2 separate regions of the Macaca mulatta genome follow, and region 2 is linked to region 1. Evidence: chromatin contacts called from public Micro-C data. All regions are on one chromosome and are shown on one strand. Each heading gives the region's core, a stretch centred on a gene start, on an enhancer-like site or on the middle of the called end of the contact. The rest is flanking DNA. Distances are from core to core; before and after follow the strand shown. Region 1 holds the start of AP3B1 (adaptor related protein complex 3 subunit beta 1). Region 2 holds the start of SCAMP1 (secretory carrier membrane protein 1).

What was found. A called contact is a pair of places that touch in the nucleus more often than the background predicts.
Region 2: a Micro-C map of CD4 T cells shows a contact between it and region 1, with 16 times the contacts expected there. The contact joins the promoter of SCAMP1 here to the promoter of AP3B1 in region 1. A contact is called at or near these places in 7 of 14 Hi-C or Micro-C datasets (CD4 T cells, blood, cortical neurons and 4 more).

The regions. Positions count from the first base shown.
Region 1 is chr6:84,651,867-84,658,037 of T2T-MMU8v2.0, reverse strand. It overlaps AP3B1 (adaptor related protein complex 3 subunit beta 1), which reads left to right and starts at 2,666. Exons shown (of 28, transcript XM_028849535.2): 1 at 2,666-2,912. The coding sequence starts at 2,785.
Region 2 is chr6:84,741,612-84,747,782 of T2T-MMU8v2.0, reverse strand. SCAMP1 (secretory carrier membrane protein 1) reads right to left here and starts at 2,286. Exons shown (of 9, transcript XM_078004923.1): 1 at 2,175-2,286.

The DNA.
Region 1 (6,171 bases), core at 1,417-3,916:
GTTAAGTATTAGGGGGAAAATAGTTTTTGAAAAAAAATATCCAACTTATTTGGCAGTAATACAAGACACTACATATGCTGGAAGGAAACAGAAAATCTGGTTTGGCTTGGTAACAGGTGTCAGAGAGTAATCTTCTAGTTCTGTTAATGTTTCTTCTGGTTGGAAGTGTGATTTTTTTCCTCTGTCAGAAAGCTTCATGGCTATATAAAAGATTTTTCAATTCTAGAGATATGGGAATGCTAGACCACAGCCCATGGAGTTATTATTTTTTATCTTTCTGTAAGAATATACAGTCTTAGAATTTTAAGGCAGTAAGGGCCTCAAGTCCCTTCTTGTCAATGCTCTCATTTTTTTTTTTTTTTTTTTTTTTAGTGATAAAAAGAAAGTTTTATCTATTTCATCCAGGAATATATGCTCTGTATCTTATACGTAATATTCCAGAGAAAAAGTTACCTATACCTGTTTTTTGAAGAATAGATATTCTTAATATCCACACCATTCAAGGACAATGTAAAAACAAAACAAAACCCCAAAAAACAAACCCCCAAAACCCAAAACCCCAATATTGTAGGTCAGTCTCCTACCTGAGTCTGTGTGAAAAAATAAAAATATTACAAAGTAAAATCAAGCAGTTAATTAAAAATAACAGACTCAAGGACAAAGAACTCTTCAAGTCCATCAGAAAAACTACTCAGTGTAAAAGTGGATAAATAGGTTCATATGCAATTCCCAGGAAATAAAATGCAAATGGAGTAACCACATAAAATATTCTCAAGTTCATTATGACCATGAAAATGAAAATTAATTACCATACAAATAATATTCCTTCATATCATATTGATGACAATAAAACATTTTTAGAAAGCTAAACGTTTGTGAGAATGTGAAGAAAGAAGATTACACACTGCTAAAATTATGCTGGCAAAAAATTTAGGATATCTGGTAAAAGTGCACAAACTCTAAAACCAAGAAATTCTATAATCAGGTATGTGTCAGGTATTTTCCAGGCTATGTGTATATCAATGTTCTCCTTTTACAAATAAAGTAACCAAAGCCTAACTCTTTTTACTATTAATATATATAAAATTACTTAGAATAGTTTGTGGTATATATTAAGGATTATATAATAATATATAGTTATCTATGATCATCCCCATCTTCATTATCAATAGTCAGTTGTAGATGAAATGTTATTAATTAACATCATTAATATTGACAAACACATTTTAGGTGATCATCATTGGATCTCCGGAGCAGTATTCTAACAGTCGAATTAAAAACCTGCCAATATTTAACCAGACGATGAAGTTTGGAGGACATTCCTTCTTCTCCCACCCAGAGCCACGCTCGTGCGTGCTTCCACAGTGACAGTCTGACCTTTTGAAACTTGGAGATCATACTTTGATCCTTGAAAACGCCCCACCGCCTTCCCAGAGGCTGCCGGTCTCCACGTTCGCGTTCTACCTGGTAGAATCCCTTGACAGTTTCAGTACCTGGCCGCCAAGGCTTTGGGAGTTAACGCCTACCTGGACGGGAGGCACTGGAGAGAAGAGAGGGAAGGCTCTGAAACCCAACCGAGAAGGCGGGCTGGGGGAAGTCACTCCTGGAAAGAGGTTTTCTCGGGTGCCAGCACCCGGAGAGAGCTACTCCGGGGCCAGGCAAGCATCCCGCCTAGGCTCCCTAGTGCATATTAGTGAGTGACACGACGGCGACAGGACACAGAAGTGTCAGATGACAGCTGCGCCTGGCGCGCAAGGTGGTCCATTTTATTTTTGGTAGCTAGACGCCAGTAGGACGCACCACTTCAGCTCTAAACTGGAACTGGTGGTCCCAAGATGTTTTCTGTTCTTTTTAATTTTTTTGAGACAGGGTCTCGCTCTGTCGCCCAGGCTGGAGTGCAAAGGCGCGATCTCAACTCATCGCTACCCCCTCCTCCTGGGTTTGAGTGAACCTCCCACCTCAGGCTCAGTAGCTGGGACCACAGGCGCGAGCCACCACGCCGGCTAATTTTTATATTTTTTGCAGAGACAGGGTCTCGCTATGTTGCCAAGGCTGGTCTCGAACTCTTGGCCTCAAGTGATCCGCCCGCCTCGGCTTCCCGAAGTGCCCTACTGGCGTGAGCCACCGCGCCGGTCTGCCTCCAAGATTTTCGTTGCAAGGATGGAATGGTCGCTTCTGTGCGGCTCCTCCAAACCATCGTTGGGAGAGGCCTCCTTAAAGTCTGGGAGAAAAGTTGTTTCGGGTGGATATGAAAGTAAGGCAAAGCCGGAAAGAGGAGAGTAGCCGAAACAAGCAAAGTGATCGCGATGGGTTTAGGAAAGGTGATCTGGCGTGCTAAATGGCGTTTCCGGAGAAATCCGAAAACTACTGCTTTACAAAAGTATACTAAAGAGCTGCCCTGGGTCTGGAAACCCCTTAAGGGATCAAAATGGATGCAATGGGTATCCTTCTCCAATGACACCCCTCACGGGCCGGGAGCCTGGCAGTTCGCCACCCGCTGCCTCCCTTTCCGCAGCCAGGCTCGCAGCCGCTCAGCTACCTCTAAAGCCCGGAGCAGGGAAATCCGCGCAGGCCTGGACGGCCCGGGTGGTATCCTGCCTTCCCGCACACTGCGCATGCGCAGGGGGTGGACTGCTAGGTCGGCTCAGGGAGCGGTGACGAGTCCGGAAGCGCCTGCGCGCGCTCCTCGGTACGCGAACTAGTTTTGTTCGGTGCCCTCTGGACTGGAACCTTTCGGAGAGAACCCCCGGCAGGACCAACCCCGCACCCGCCAGCACCGCGGCAATGTCCAGCAACAGTTTTTCTTACAATGAGCAGTCCGGAGGAGGGGAGGCGACGGAGCTGGGTCAGGAGGCGACCTCAACCATTTCCCCCTCGGGGGCCTTCGGCCTCTTTAGCAGCGATTTGAAGAAGTGAGGAGAAAGGTTTGGGGTACGGGGATGGGAGGGAGGAGCTGGGGACTCGGAGGAGTGGGCGCCGGGTGGGCTCCCTGGAGTGGAGCGGGGTCGCCCTGAGATCTGAGCAGACCTGGGCGGTAACGTGTCCCACGGGTGGGTGGGTGGGGTTGGTTGGCGGTGGTGGGAGTTGGGGGAGTTTGGGGCGTGTGTGTGTAGGGGTCTCTAGTAGTTTTCAAACTTTAGTGAAAAGGAAACCGCTTGGTGAGCTTAGATCCCACCCCTGAAGACACTGATTGAATTGGACTTGGTCTGGGCTCGGGAATCTGAATTTTGAGCATAGTCTTCTAAGTTTATTTATCGTTCGCCGGATCAGACTTTGATACATTCCCTGATTAGGGTGAAACGAGTGTTTTGGTCAAGGTGAGAGTGCGAGTGTTGCTTGTGGGAAGTTATTTTGTGACCCCGGAGTGTAGGAGGAGAGAGGTGGGTTTAGGCTGTTTGAATGGACAAATTGGTTTATACCAGTATCAGTGTTCTTGGATTATATCCTTTGCACTACAGACAAAAACACCAATCCAAAATAAGCATATGAATAGAAAATATTTTAAGAGTGTTACTATGAACAAATCCTAAACTTTTACAAATTAATAATGTGAAGTTTAAAAACGAATGTTAAGATACACTTAGTTTTGTAAAAAGTATCACCGAGAAATGGAAAGAAATCCCAAGTTGTTTGTTTGGGGGGTGGGATGGTGGTATTGGGGTGGTGGTAGTGGTTAAATTTACCACAATTATCATTTTTACGTTTCTCTTATTTTAAATCTTTCATTACTAAGCAATATGGTCACATAATAGTCTGTCGCTAAATTCATGCTAAATTAAGGTAGAATAGCTGTGCTGGTAGCTTTGCAGATATGTTAGAGGGTATAATTAAAATTTAAATTAAACGTTACTAACAATATTGGGTAGTCTAGAAAGTGCTACTACTTGAAATTGGGATTACATTTTGGCTGTATTGAGGATCAAAATCATATAGATAGTACGTACGATACAATATTTTCGTTTCCTTTTTCCCAGGTTAGAAAAGTTTAAAAGTAAGGTAACTTTTCATTTTCATTTCATATAATTTTTCATTATATGCATTTGGTGATCCATTGTTCTAGAGCAAGTACGGAGCTTGTTGCCTTTACTGTAAGCAAAATGTTTAGACTGAATTAACCTGTAAATTGGCATCAATCTGTTTTGCAAATTAATTTACTTTTATGGTTTGTGAACACCCCGTGAGGGGTGTCATTGGAGAAGGATACCCATTGCATCCATTTTGATCCCTTAAGGGGTTTCCAGACCCAGGGCAGCTCTTTAGTATACTTCTGTAAAGCAATAGTTTTCGGATTTCTCCGGAAACGCCATTTAGCACGCCAGATCGCCTTCCTAAACCCATCGCGATCACTTTGCTTGTTTCGGCTACTCTCCTCTTTCCGGCTTTTCTCTTATATTTTTGTCAGATTTGGGGCCAGGCACGGCAGCTCTCGGCTGTAATCTCAGCACTTTGGGAGGCCAAGGCGGGCGGATCACTTGAGGCCAGGAGTTCGATACCAGCCTGGCCAACATGGTGAAACCGCGTCTCTACTAAAAATACAAAAATTAGCCGGGCGTGGTGCCTCGTGCTTGTAATCCCAGCTGGAGGCTGAGGCAGGAGAATCGCTTGAACCTGGGAGGTGGAAGCTGCAGTGAGCCGAGATCGCGCCACAGCACTCTAACTTTAGTGGGTGACAGAGTGAGACTCCGTCTCAAAAAAAGAAAAAAAAAAGGAAAAAGATTTTTGTCAAATTTTGACCTGATTTGGAAAAAAAAACCCAAAAAACTTATGGCCATTGACTCTGTGACCAGTGCTCTTGAGGTGACCTAATAGGTTGGATTTAAAATAAAAGTAGCTAATTGATTAGAGGTGGTATGTAATATATGCAAATAACCATGGTTGAATTGTGTTCCCCAAAAGATATTTATTGAGTGTTTGTGGCACCACTTTACATTTATTATCTCATTCAGTTTTCTTAACAACCCTGCAGGTTATTACCAGCTGCTCCCACTTTACACGTGAGGAAATTGGAGCGTGATCGTTAACTTGGGAAAGGCCGCAAAGCTAGAACATTGAACTGCCTGAATTTGAACTCAGAGGCTCTAATATTAGAGCCCATTCTCTCAAAAGTTTCGATGTCTACTTACTACTTGATGAAATGTATGGTATTTTTATTAGTGAGCGCATACAACTCACGAAAGCTTTAAAACTTTAAATAGCTCTAAGTAGTACCACCAGAGAAGCTTCCAGGGATTAGAAACATTTGGCTGTTGACCTGCAATCTAATGGAATTGTACAGAAACAAGGAGACCCCTGTTCTGGAAATGGTCATTAAATCTCTCTTGAGTCCACATTTTCTCATTTATAAAACTGTAATATTACTTGCCTTTTAAAAAAATCGAATGACATAATTTATGTAAAAAACTTGAAGCTCACCCTGTTTCCTCAGCTCTGGTTTTTAATGGTTTACTCTGATGAAATAGTTTCAAGTTTACAAAAAAGTTGCAACAATAGCACTGAGAGCAACCCTTTTGCAGATTTACCAATTAAAAAAATTGCTACATTGCTTGCCTACTGTCTCTGTCACTCACTCTCCCCATGCATATTCAGGCACATATACGTATTCATGTTATGTGTCTTCTGAACCATAGGAGACTCGGTTGTACACATCATGTTCTTTTTTTTTTTTGAGACGAGTCTCGCTCTGTCCCCCAGGCTGGAGTGCAGTGGTGCAATCTCGGCTCACTGCAAGCTCCGCCTCCTGGGTTCACGCCATTCTCCTGCCTCAGCCTCCCAGGTAGCTGGGACTACAGGCGCCCGCCACCACGCCCGGCTAATTTTTTGTATTTTCAGAAGAGACGGGGTTTCACCGTGTTAACCAGGATGGTCTCAATCTGCTGACCTTGTGATCTGCCCGCCTCGGCCTCCCAAAGTGCTGGGATTACAGGTGTGAGCCACCACGCCCGGCCCCTACATCATGTTCTTTTAAACTTAAAATCTCAATGTGTAACTTTTAAGAACAAAGATAGTCTCTTACACAACTTACAGTGTTGATGGATTCAGGAAATTTAATGTGTGTACAATCTATAGTATGTAATCTAATTTTATCGTTTGTTCCAATAAAGGTGTTTTCTTTTTTCCCAAGAATTTTTTTCCTCAAGTACAGGATCCAGTCCAAGATAATATATTTAATTT
Region 2 (6,171 bases), core at 1,037-3,536, 90 kb before region 1:
CAGCTACTAGGGAGGCTGATCATAAAGTAACACAAATGAGTCTGGGAACATTTCAGATTTAAGTAGAGTATCGGAAATGTTATTTCAAAAATCACTTTTACATAAATATAAGAAAAAGTAAAAAGACAAAATATAGATATTAAACTATACTTTTGAGAGGAGGAGGGGCAGGTGAATATAAATGGAAATGGAAAAATAAAGGGTCAGACACACTGACAGTGCTGTAACAGTCACCAAAATCAGAGAAAGATCATAAGCAGAAATGTGTGTACAACCAAGTCTCCCTTAGACCTAAATGATGTCCCTGAAGCATTTTTCAAACTTGAATAATCATTGTCCTGAGTCCATCCACTTATAAAGATTTATAATGTTATGCCACAATGAATATTTAAAACAACTCCTAGGTTTAGAATTACTACAGCAACTTTATGAATGTCACAAGAGGAAAAGTGTCATGGCAATAATAGATGTCACAAAAGGACAGTCTGGGCTAAGATGAAGACAATGTCTTGCCCTAACAAGAAAGCCAGTTAATATGAAATGAACCATGAAATGGAATGACCAAGTAGAAAATACACTGCCAAATCGTCAGATGCTGAATAAACAGTGTCAATGAATTATCTGAATTAAGAAAGGCTAAAAGGTTCTTGATGTTTTATCTTCAAAATATTTTAAAATAACACCCATTTAACAATTTATGAACGGTCTCTTTAAAAAGTCTACCATTTAAGAATAACCCGATTTTCCACAACATGGAAGCAAGTCCAATACTAATTGAAACAAAACTGCCAGGGGAAAAAAAAAGTCTTAAAATGCAACCATGTCACTGAAAGGTACAGGACAGTTGTACTGAATTTTCTTAAGTGGCATTAGGGACAATGAAACAGTGACTGAGTCTAATTCTACACTGCTACAAAGTGAGTGGAGTTGTCAATAATAATCAGGATCATTTCATTAAAATAATCCTCCTTGGAATTATCAGGCATTTAACAATCAGAGCAGAAATATTTTTCCTCTTCCAGGATTCTTAATGAAAGATAAAATCAGGAGTAAAAAGATGTAAACTCAACAAGCCAGAAGTGACACCTGTGTGACCACAAATTGAGAGTTAGTTTTATTCTGTGTGATTGCAAATTAAAGTTACTATTGCACACGGCCGGGGGGGGATTGAGAAACAACTTCAACCAACAGTTGGAAACAAATTACACGTGCTAACAGTTACACTCATTAGGAAATCCAGGATACTTTCAAAGAGAGTTATTTAGATGTTGCATTCATTTAAACGCAGGCGACGAACATCTCAGCCGCCTTCCTTTGCAGGATTCTGTGCCAAGCCCTTCCGAAGCTGGGGTTGATAAGGTCGACTCCAAGAAGAAAAGCAGCTCAAGTGGGAAATGGTATCCTCATATGGCCCAGAGAACCGGTGACGCACTAGGTGCTTGGAAAATAACCCATCGTTTACCTTGCTAGAAGCAGCTGGGTAGGGAAGAGGTCGTCCACGTGCACTATTGTTTTCCAGATATGTTTATTTATTTTTAACTTCTGCTTTGGTATCAATATCCTCAACCTCAGCCTAACGAGGAGAGGGGGGATGGCAGCGCCACTGGTGGTATTTGGGTGCAACACAAGTTTAAAAAATGAAAACACAACCTTTTTTTTTTTTTTTAATTGCAGTATACTCGGTGCCCTCACCTTTCTCCTCCTCCACACCTCTGCCATCACCCCACGCAGCTCTCCGCCGCCGCCACCTCGGGTCCCCATGACAACCCCACCCCAGGGCGGGCCCCCCTCCGCCGCCTCCCGGCCCTGCCAGCGACACTTGCCTGGCAAGGGGCGACTCCACCTGCCCTTGGCTCTCACTCTCCCCGCTCCTGAGAGGCGGACCAGGACCCCTCCAGGCGCGCGGGCCCAGTCCCGGCTGCAGGCACGACCCTCACCAGTCGGGGACGTGTGGAAGGGCGGCCGGGCACGAGCTGAGGAGGTTCCACCTCCAAAGCCCAAAACCCAAACGAGTGACGCGGGGCCGCGGGCCAAATGGGGTACTGCGGCCCCGCGCCCCTCTCTGGGCTGCCAAGGGGAGCCGAGGGGCAGGCGCAGTGGGCGAGACGGAACTCGTCCGTTTTCACAAACAACGACGCGTCGCGGCGGCAGGAGATGCTGGGGCCGAAGCTCACCTTGAAGGGATTGTTGAGATCCGGGTCGGCAAACGGGTTACTATCGAAATCCGACATCTCTCTGGCTCTCGGCGTCACCCACCCGACCCAGGCGCTGAGAGAGAGACGAGGCGAGGCCGCCGCCCCCCTGCGCGCTCACGTCGCCGCCGCCGAGCAGATCCGGGTGCAGCTCGCGGGCCACCCAGCCGGCCGCGCCACTGAGCATGCCCGGTGCGGCAGGCTCCCGGCCGCGGCGCCGCTCGCGTTCGCCGTCCGGTTCCTCCAGGTCCGGATCGCACGCTCCGGGCTTTGGCTGCGACCGAGTAGGGAGTTGGGACGTAGGAACCGGGAACTGAGAGCGGATGAAAAGCGTCCCACACGCCACTAGCCCGCGGGATTCTCGGAGAGTATGGGACGCTTCCCCTCCGCTCTCAGCCGGAGGCCGGCTGCGTCCGGCCCTGCTCGGTCTTCTGAAGACCAATTTCAAATCAGCTCCCCGGGGCCCAGCGTGACTTAGGGAAGTGGTGGCATTTTGTGGGAAGGACGCACACTTGCCAGGTTGGGGGAGGCAGCCCGAGTCGCGGGTCGCGCACCCCGGGAGCAGTGCCGTTAGACCATCGGACGCGGACACTGGAGAGGCCACTGCACCGCCAGCCGCAGATCACCTCCCCGGGGCGGGGACGCGGCCGCTGCTACGGGTTTTTGAGCACTCGTGACCCCACCTGAGAATCCCGGCCTCCCATCTTCCGGTCTCTCTGACTCTAAGTTGCTGCTAAATCACGGAGAGCAGCCTTGGCGCTGCCGGTCCCAGCTTGATCCAAGGAGCCTGGAGAATGAGATGAGATTCAGTCCGAAGGGCCGGCCCTGGCTGCCATCCTCCGGAATCTGCAAAATGGCTACTTCTTCAGAAATAATGGGAGAGGGATGGTAAGAGGCCAGAGATCAAGGCCCTCGAGTATTAACTCTAGCATTTGGGCACCAAATAGACACTTTTGGATTTTCCCTAGTCTTTTCCAACACCAAGGACGAGATGATCAAAAGATGTGTTAAGAAATTAATTTGTACTGGCCGGGCGCGGTGGCTGACGCCTGTAATCCCAACACTTTGGGAGGCCGAGGCGGGCGGATCACAAGGTCAGGAGTTCGAGACCAGCCTGGCCAATATGATGAAACCCCGTCTCTACTAAAAATACAAAAATTATCCGGGGGTGGTGGCGGACGCCCGTAGTCCCAGCTACTCAGGAGGCTGAGGCAGGAGAATCGCTTGAACCCGGGAGGCGGAGGTTGTAGTGAGCCGAGATCGGGCCACTGCATTCCAGCCTGGAAGACAGAGCGAGACTCCGTCTCAAAAAAAAAAATCAGTACCATTCCTTCCCCCCACCCCGCCCCACCACCAAACTTATTGAAAGAGCATCGCTTTCCTCACTTTTCCTTCTGCCCTAACAGAAAAGCACTTAGATGAAGCTACAGGAAGCCAGAATTCTTTTGACTTGGTGGGTACCGGAGGGTTGGAAGAATCTAGATTGAGTATTCCTTGGCCTTTGGGGAGCTTGCTCTATGCAAAGTCACCTAGGAAATGATACTTCCCCCACTGTGAAACACTAGCTAGAGATGACAGACAAAAAGCACATTTGTTGTAATCTCCCTTTGACGGGATCTAGGTTGGAATAGATGTCGAAGCAGCTGCTTCTAGGTAGTCAACGAAGATGTCAACTAGTAAATGACAGCAGACAAGGAGGATCACAGCAGAGTTGTAAGATTCTAGATATCAAAAAGTGCAAGCAGTCTATTGTACTCATCATCGCATCCTCAGCTGCCCAGTGCCCGGTTTTAACTTGCTGCTCAGTGTATGTGTCAGGTTTTAATCCCAATTCTGATACTACCTGTGCTATTCTTTTCACCTCTCTGAGTCTGTAAAGGATTATTTAAGAATTAACATAAACAAGATACAGAAAAGTGTCCTGCATATATACGTAGTGCCTAAGAAATATTGGTTGAATGTCAAAAGTGGCAAGGAGGCTCAGTATGTTCTTACACGCTTTGCCACTTTTCTCCCAAGCAAGGATGTCCTTGCCCAGCTCATCTGCTCCTCTCACCACTTTTGCCCTCACTCCCTCCACCTGTCCTCCAAATGACTCAAAATAATCAGCACTATTTTTTATGCATCTACTATGTTCCAAGACAATGAGGATCAACTGAGCCTGCATTGCAGAATGGAAATTTCCAACTATGTTGTGTTTACAGCTAATGATATTTGCACCTAACGCAAAGGTTTGCAGACTTTACTGTTATAGAATAATTTGGAATACCTGTTGAAGATGCAGACATCTACCTCACCATACCTCCTAAGATTCTGCTTGAAAGGATCTGAGATAGGGGCTCTGGATCTGCATTTTTTATTTTTTACATCTCTATACATTATTTTACATAAATGTATAAATGGAGTCATGACATACATATTGAATTTTTCACTTAAAAATTTTTTTATTCCTTGTATTCCCTCTTCTCTTCCCCTACATTAACAACCTAGTACATTTCTTTAAATATTCTTATAATAGTGTATATCTATACTTACATAAAATAACATGTAATTGTATAAAAACATAATACATATCCATGCAGATATGCATGCACTCTAATACTGAGCTTTGGCATTGTCTTGAAAAAGTGAGAGATGCATATTTTTCTGCAGCTGTTTTTCTCAATACTTATGGCAGAGTTTCTCAGCAAGATGTGCATTGGCAGACAAACAATCTTAAGGTTTCTTCCCCTAGTATGCCACATACGCATAAAAATATTACCACTTTTTATGTGTAGCATGCCCATAGAGTGAAAAGGGAAGCATGGCCTAATGGAAACCATACATCTAATTCATTATTCTTCACAACTGCAAAAATCAGCATATGTAAAGGATCTCAGGTGATTTTTTTTTTTTTTTTAGACCAAGTCTTACTCTGTCACCCAGGCTGGAGTGCTGTAGCACAATCTTGGCTCACTACAACCTCCACCTCCCTGGTTTAAGCAATTCTCCTGCCTCAGCCTCCCGAATAGTTGGGATTACAGGCATGCACTACCACACCTGGCTAATTTTTGTATTTTTAGTAGAGACAGGGTTTCACTATGTTGGCCAGGCTGGTCTTGAACTCCTGACCTCAAATGATCCAGGCCGCCTCTGCCTCCCAAAGTGCTGGGATTACAGGCATGAGCCACCATGCATGGCCGACCTCAGATGATTTAGATGGTAGTCACCACACTTAGGGAACCACACTTTAGATGACCACACTTTGGGAACACTAATATGAGGACATGCAGACATATGGTCCATGGGTAAGGGTCTTAATCTGTTTGTGTTGCTATAAAGGAATACGGGAGGCTGGATAATGTATGAAGAAAAGAGGTTTATTTGATTCATGGTTCTGCAGGCTATCAGCTTCAGATGAGGGCCTTATGCTGCTTCCACTCATGGCAGAAGGCAAAGGGGAGCCTTCGTGCAGAGATCACATGGCTAGAGTGCAAGATGGGGCATCAGGGGAGAGAAAGGGAGAAGATGATGCTAGGCTTTTTTCAACAACCTGTTCTCAAGGGTGATAATTCACTCTCAGGAGAATAGCACCAAGCCATTTGTGAGGAATTCACTCATATGGCCCAAACACCTCCCATCAGGCCCCAACTCCAGCACTGGGACTCATATTTCAACATGACACTTTGCAGGTCCAAAGCCATACCCAAACCATAGCAGGGAGCTTATTAATTTATTAGCCTCCATGAAATTTAGAATTATAGAATGTGAGAGCTGAGAAGGAACCTCAGCCTGTCTCGTGATTGAAGAAACGAGTTTGGACAGGTTAAGTAATTTGTCTCAGACACCAAGGAAGTGAATGGGGAAATGTGGAACAGAACTCAGGTCTCTTGACTCATGTTTTAGACATTAAATGAATAGGTTATTAAATGAATTATTCCATATGAATAATTTCATGTAGAAGGAAGAAATGCTATGTGCAAGGTAGACAGAAAGTACA